Linked DNA regions of Gossypium hirsutum: region 1 is linked to region 2. A link is a contact called in public Hi-C data. All regions are on one chromosome and are shown on one strand. The core of a region is the stretch at or near the end of the contact, and the rest is flanking DNA. Distances in the headings are between cores, read along the strand shown.

The links. A called contact is a pair of places that touch in the nucleus more often than the background predicts.
Region 1: a contact with region 2 is called in a Hi-C map of callus, with 2.8 times the contacts expected there. The contact joins the promoter of LOC107922148 here to the promoter of LOC107922303 in region 2. A contact is called at or near these places in 2 of 34 Hi-C or Micro-C datasets (callus and leaf).

The regions. Positions count from the first base shown.
Region 1 is chrD01:21,121,839-21,125,995 of Gossypium_hirsutum_v2.1, forward strand. It overlaps LOC107922148 (kinesin-like protein KIN-4A), which reads right to left and starts at 2,269. Exons shown (of 26, transcript XM_016852021.2): 1 at 1,452-2,269; 2 at 1,153-1,296; 3 at 920-1,069; 4 at 436-689; 5 at 50-234. The coding sequence starts at 1,577.
Region 2 is chrD01:20,547,526-20,551,462 of Gossypium_hirsutum_v2.1, forward strand. It overlaps LOC107922303 (protein ASPARTIC PROTEASE IN GUARD CELL 1), which reads right to left and starts at 1,407. Exons shown (of 12, transcript XM_016852279.2): 1 at 1,084-1,407; 2 at 881-1,001; 3 at 115-542; 4 at 1-18. The coding sequence starts at 1,331.

The DNA of each region.
Region 1 (4,157 bases), core at 1,019-3,518, 580 kb after region 2:
TGGGTGGGGAAGATTACTTTAATGGAACAAAATAAAAATGATAACTAACCTTCTTTAAAACGCATCCCATCGGAACCTGTTCTTTTTGCTCTCTCTGATCCAGCAAGATCTACTAAATGTAACTTGGCACAAAGATATTCTTCACTCATAGAATCATTAGGATTTCCATCTCCGGAAACAGGGTTGAGTTTACGCATTTGCTCTAAGGTGATTGTGAATATTGCATGTGAGCGACTATACAACCAAATAAGGAAAGCCAAAAAAATTTGTCATTATAGAAAATTATTACTGTGGCATATTACCTGAAATTTTGGTATATAAAAAAATTATCAAAATTTGCATTTAGCAAATCATATAAAACCAAGAAAAAGGTAAAACTAAAAGAAGTAATTACTAAATAATACTTAATTTAACAAGAACCGAGAATGAATAAACCTTGACTGATTGTTCATGTTTGTACTCCCTGTAGCCCTACTCAAAGATCCCTGTTCTAAGCACGCACCCATTTCTTTTAATGTACTGACACTAACTTCAGTAGATCCTGCCAGTGTAATAACACCATCTGATGATTCACGAATCTGTATTGGCGGTTTTCCAGGGACATTTACTTTCCCAGTATTCGCACTTGCAGTATCTGATTTGTTCAAAAAAGTAGGATCCAACAAATCTCGCACTTCTTCTTTCAGGATCTTTACATCAAAATTAGATAAAAATTATGCATGTCAGGTCTACAAAGTAGGAAGAGCTAGTCAAGCCAGTTGTGATACTTATAATGATGCAAACAAGAGTTCTCGATCACATAAACCAAAAGATATATTCATAAAATGGATATCTCATACATGAAGGGCGAAGCTTTTACAACAACAGGTATTACAGCAAAGTAGAAAAACAAAATGAAATGTTTGGTTCTTTAACAAACCTCAATGAAGGACACATGCAATTGAAATTCGATTTGATGTTTTAGATTTTCAATCTTGCTGAACAAAGCATTCATTACTTGAGGAATGATTCCTGTTTGAGAGCCATCTTTGAAGCCTGTGCCCATAGTATATGTTTTACCTGATCCAGTCTGAAATAATTTTTCAAACTTCAATTGGAAGGAAAACAAAAACAGCAATATTTAGGTGTGTGTTGTGAGAGATTCAGCTGTACCTGACCATAAGCAAGAACAGTAGCATTATATCCTAAGAATAAGCCATCAACAAGTGGCACAATGCATTCCTCAAACATCCAAGAAGGAGAACTGGTGCTCCCATACACATGATCAAATGTAAAGGAATGTGTCCCAATTTGTACCTGCAGCATAGCAAAATATCCATTAGTTAATTCTGATTGATCAATCATTCAAGCATCCAAAAGATCCAGATCTCCAAATACTTCAAATTAACCCCAAAATCATCCATTTGAAAGCACTTAAAAGAATTAAGGTCTGCATTAATAAGTGACAGTACCTGAGGTTTTCCTGGGATGACAGTAACGCAGTCTTTACAACCTTGAACCTTCTCATCACCGATAAGTGGTCTTACATGAACCGCAACCTTAACACAACATTCCTCTGAACCTCCACCAACTTCCATACGAAACAGCTAAAAGAAAATTCCACAAAGAGAGAGAAGAAGAAAACCCCAAAAAGTAAAATATTTATTTTCTTCTTTTCCTTGTAAAAAAACCCTTCTCATGGACAATGGGTTGCTGCTGCTGTTGTTCGGAAATGTAAGAAAAAATAAAGAAGAAACTGTAGAAGAGGGAAGGGTAGTTGAGGAATGAGAGGGAATGGGATAGCATAACCATAGAAGTATACAAAGCAGAAAGTTTAACTGCAGTGATAACAACTACTGTCATTTTCCCTAGCCTTCACATAAAAAATCGTCATGTAAAAGAAAAAGGAAAAGAACTTTCGTAACACTCTTCCCCTTTTTATCCTACTTTTTTGCTTACTGCAAATCTCAATTTCCCATGTTCCTCTGTTTCTTATTATGACCTTCATGGAGTTTCGTCTTTGTCCTTATCTTTACAGCTCTACCCCTTTTAGCTCCATTTTTTTCTGGGTTTTGGTTAAAAATTTAAAAAAAAAAAAGAAAGATAGATAAGTGCTCCTAAAACCACGTATTATGAGGATGAAAATTTCATGATTGTGCTCAGGATATGGTCGATAAACAGGGATGACCACGCCATCATCCTCTGTGGTAAGAGTATTATTTTATAAAGGTTCGATATAAGTAATTCCACTCCCCCACAGCACATAAGCCGCGTGATTGGAATCATATATGCCATTTCTAAAAGTAAAAACCACTTTGTTATTTGTATCCTACATTTTTTTTTGTTATCGTTCTCTGTTATCTGTAGAAGTTTACTAAAGTTATGTTTTAAATATATTATTATGAATAATATTATGTCAATTTATAAAATTTTAATTGTCAAAATTTAACATTTGGAAAATATAGAAGTTTGAAATAATCTAATTTGAATAAATATAATTATTTTTGGGACTAAAATTATGTACTGATTCGGACTAAAATAGATCAAATAAAAAATATAAAAATTAAATTCACAACTTTCATAAAGTAGAAGATCTAATAGCAAAAGTTAACCTATCTTTTTCTTACTAAATTCGTTTTGTTTTCCCATAATTTTAATTTTTAAAAGATGATGTTCTAATATTACTTCCCCAATAGTTTATAAATTGTATATAAAATCAAACAAGTTCTGAACCAAAAAAAAAAAAATCAATGAAACAAGCAATACATACTCATTTGTGATCACAGACCTCTATTATATGTTCTAATAAATTAAAGAAATAAAATTGACGAAAAGCTAACCCAGGAAAGAAGAAATGGCACAAAAAGAAGAAAAAGAACCCAGAAATGGGCCTCTCTGTATTCTTTTTTACTGATTCTGTGGCAGTTAATTAAATTCGTGTTTTTTGGGTTTCCTTTTGTTGTGATGTGCATGTTTGGAGCCACTAAATTGCACCATCAATACTCTTGTAAAAAATGCAATTTGGAAAAGAAGGCCCCACTTCCACTTCTTTTAATTTTATTATTTTTATGTTAGTATTTAATTGAAATATTTATTTTATTATATTCTTATAAAACAACTTATCAACATAAATATAAAAACTGAATCAAATATTTTTCACAAAATTCATACAATTAAATTTATATTATATTTAGACATGTGGATGGAGCTGTTTGCTTATATAAAAATGCTAAATTGGGTTTATATCCTTATGCACTTTTAATTTAAATAAATTATGTGCATCACAAGTAACTTCAAATTAAAAGCCTCATTAGGTTACCTAAACTTTGGATACCTTTTTCTTAACACCATTCATTATTAGTTTTAGGTTGGATCTTATTCAATTATTCTGATGGCATATTGATATTCATTTTTTTCATAAATTATTTTAAATTTATCGTTTTTCTAATATTTAATATATGCATATAAAAATTACCAGCAAATAAATGAGTTCAAAAGATTTTCAAATATAAAATAATTATCAATCTAATATACACATGCTCGTATAAATAGCTTGTGTCAACTCTCTTTAATTCACACATATTCAAAAACAAAACTAGAATGGTTAAAAATTTCATTGAAATTTTAGTTAAAAAGTTTATAGAAAAATTTATTTAAATATTTTTCTATAAAAATAATCAATGATTTAAAACGATTATGTAATTTTAGAGCCTAAAGAAGAACTAATAAGTTAATTGAGAGTACAGGGCGACACTTTAGGTCGATAAATCAGCGGACTGCTCCGGTTGTTGCAACATTTAGAGAGGATGTCGCGACAATGAAGTTCGAATCAAAAGGGGAATATACAACCATCGATGTTGCAACAACCACCACTTAATATCACGACACCCTACTTCAAACAAAGAGGGGGAGCATTCGGCGTGCAATGTCGCGACGCTAATCTGACGAAACCCAAAATTATTGCATGGGTGTTTTTGTTTGCACAACCTTAAATAACTTGTAACTCAACCTTTGTTTGACCTAATTTGGTCATAATACATGTAATATATAAATAATAGCTCAAAACAACATATTACAAGGGTTCAAAAAGTTTTTCATACCTTTGATTTAGGTTTTTAGTTTTCTTTTATGTTTGCTTAATCTGAAGATTTCTATTCCAAAGTTAGACAATTGTGAGT
Region 2 (3,937 bases), core at 157-2,656:
TCAATGTTATAGTAAGGGCTGTAGACATTCAAAAACTACAGTGAATGCGTAACAAGAACCAGATAAATTCTTAGGACATGCATTAACAAATACAATACTGTAAAAGAAGGATACCTGCGGAAAGGGTCTGAATGGGAGAACACCATTTCAGGGGGAGGAGTGATTTTTCCAAGAACCATTGCACCTCCACCAACATCCATCCCACCATAACACAAAGAAAACGAATCACCAATAACACTCTTATCAACAAGTTGATCCACAATACTAAGCTGGCCCCGACCCAAACCCATTATACCATCAGCCCGTTGGCTATAAAGGTCACCTGTTTCCCTATTTTCACACCCAAAAACAGCACGCTGTGGCACAAGTTCACTTTCATTCCCAAAAGAAACAATATCCTCCCCAAGCACACCACTGCTGGAACTCATCTCAGCATACCGTCTATCATAAGTGCATTGCTTTTGCTCATCATCACAATTACAACTCGGATTGCATTTTACAGGTTGATAAGTGCTAGACAAATCTGGTTGGAACCTTGGATCCTGGATTGCAACAAGAGATCAATATTACCATAAAATCACCAGTTCCCAAATTAATCTCTAATAGATCTGTAAATCAAGAAATTAGACAAAGATTCTAAAAATAGCAGCAAAGCGTAACTCACTTCACTTTCTCATTCGAACGATAAAAATTTAAGACTCAAAATTCTCAATTTAACTTAATTAAAATTCTACTAAACTAATAATTCGCTAGTTTCAAATTGATCAAGTTAATAATCTCAATCTCAATTCAAACAAAGGCATCAAATTTCAAACTTGATTAATTATAATTAAGAACTGGGAAAGTTGAAGTGCACGAACTTGACAAGACAGAACCGAACCTGATGCTTGCCGCAATGCGCACAACTGGAGCAAGGAACGTAAGTTACAGTACTTCCGGTGTCGACGATAAGAGCAAATTCCTGAGGTGGCGTTCCAATCCATAACCGAGTAGTATAATAACTGGAAATTCAAAAAAAAAAAACTCAATATTCGAAAAATCAAAAAGAGGAAAAAAACTAAACATTTTTTATAGGAGAGAGACCCGTTGGAGAGGAGATCATCATAAAGTCTCATGCGAGCGTTTGGAGTGGAAGAAGAGAGTCCCGATTGCTGCAGATGACGGCGGATATTGTCCAAGTGGCGCTGCTGGGAATGATTGCGTGAGGTCAGTTGCAGAGGAAGGAGCATCGGCCGTGGATGATGATCTTTTGCGTCGACGGTGAAGAAATTGAAGCAGATCAGGGCACAGACAATAATGGAGGAAGTTAGGTGAAGCCAAGTTCGAGCCATGGCGCGTTACTTTGGCTACAGATTGCGGTCAACGACGACAGCTGCAGACAAAGCACCCGATAGATTACAGTCCCTTTAGAAATGGAAATTGGTTCTTTTATTAGAGTTAGCAATGGGCGGGGCGGACCGGTTACTTTTTTACCCGCCCCGATATTCTTCCGTCTTATCCCTCTATTTGCAACATAAACCCAATCACATGCAAGTATAATTAAAATTTAACTTAAATTTTTTTTAACTAATACATATTAAAAAACTATATTTTTTAAATTTAAATAAATAAATTAAATACTTTTCTAATACACAATATTTAATAAACCTAATTTGAATAAATAATAAATATTTAATAAATTTATAATGACACAAAAATAAATTAAGTATTATTATAAAACATTTTATAATCCATAAATCAACAACCCTCATTTAAAAATTTTACTATAAGAGTTTATTATTTTTTAAATTAACATTATATATAATATTTCAATGACATAATGATAAATTTAGCATTAAAATTTACATTTTTTTTGTCAATTTAATCCTTATTTTTTGAGTTAAATTTGGTCATTGATATTTCAGAAACAATTAAATTACTTTTTGTAACAAAAATGTTAAGTAAAACATTAATTTTTAATGATATTGGCATGACAACCACATAATAATTTATATGTACTTCATGATGACATGACAATATTTTATCTTATATGTCATATCAATAAATAATTTAAAATTATAAAAAATATTCAAAAAATAAAAATAAAAATAAATTATAAAACGTTCAAAAAATTAGTATAAAGTATACATGAATTGTCATGTAAAGAGCTATATTTAAAAAAGATAACGTTTTAGTTATTATTTTTGAAAAATTGATGGATAAATTTAACTCTTTTTAAAAATGTTGATAGTCAAATTTAACTTACAAAAAAAAGCTAAATTGATAAAAGATATAAACGTTAATTACTAAACTTGTCATTATACCTATTTTAAATAATAATTTTTCTTTAAAAATTTTAAACAACATATCATCACTATTATTTGACTTTGAACATATTGTCACAAATAATAATTAATTCAAGATTATTTTAAATATTAAAATTTTTATTCTTAATTTATATGTATCATAATAGAAATTATAAAAATTATAAAAACTAAACATTTATATTATTTTGTTTTTACTTTCTTAAACAGAGTATTTCTAAAGGTTAACATATGTTGTTAGCCCCTATACTTTGATAAAATTTGAGATTTAGTCCTTATACTTTAAAAGTGAGAGAATTCAATCATCCTACCTTTTCAACTTAATAACCCTAGTCTAATCATAATTGTCGTTTGTAGTTTCAATTAAAATTTGTCAATGTAACATGTTAACTTTTCGTCAATCATATGTCGCGTCGTATGAGAGCAACTTAACAAATATGTCAAATTAATAATTTTTATTGAAAATACTTACAATACTTACAATTTTAATGATTGGATTGAGATTTTTAAATCAAGAAAATATGAGTTAATTTTTAAGTATAGGGACTAAATACAAATTTTGTCAAAATATAGGGACTAATAGCATATTTTAACCATTTCTAAAATGTTACAAATTTTGTACAATTTTTTTAAAATATAATATATTTTAATTGATATTGCTAGGCTATTAGGATCTATAAAAATAAAACCTACTTGAGAATATGAGATCAATAGAAAGTGACAAGTAAGGTTGTATCTACAGAGATCGGTAATAATTTTATTTCTTAAACAAAAACAAATAAAGTGAATAAAAGAGAGGTTTTTATAAAATAAAAAATAAATTCAAATTAAAAACTAAAAGAAAGAACACAATAATTAAAAGTTTTAGGAAAATCAATGATAAAAGGCTATAGCCAAATGTAAAATCTCCATTTGATTTATAGATTCAACCGTCAATTCAAGGATGTCTACAATGCCTTTAGTTATAGTTGCTAACTTAGCGCCAGATAATCAATCTCTCCTTACTTGTTGAATAACCAAGAGACAACTCGTTTGAAATTACTTCCCTAACCAATAAATAATTCTGTAACTCAGCGCCCAAGATTTAACTTACTAGCAGCATTAAGAACGAGAGAGGTCTAATTTTAACAAACAAACTGACCTCAACGAAATTTATTTAATTTAGATCACACATCCACACCATATAATCATAAATTATGACATAAACAATTTATGCAGTTCGTCACTAGTATTAGAATGAATTAAATATTTATTGATTTAATTATTTTAACTGATAAGGAAACCATTCTAAGCTATTAATATCGACCAAATATTTAACAAACCTCAACAATTGTAATTATAACAGAAGATGCATGAATACTAAAAAAAGAAAAAGAAAAAATCCATTGTGGACAAATACTCCAAGTACCACATGCAACTTTATATTTGAGGCCATGAATTTAACTTTGATCCTGATGTCCATAATAACTTTCTTGAGCATCCTGACATAAGAGGAAAATGCACCAAGAAGCTTGACAAGATAACCAATGAAATAACTGGTGGTGTGGCTACTTGTTGGCTTGAAAGTGACATTATTTCACCAACTAAACTGACTAATTGCAAAAGGTGGTTGTAAGAAATTAGATCTCCTTAAA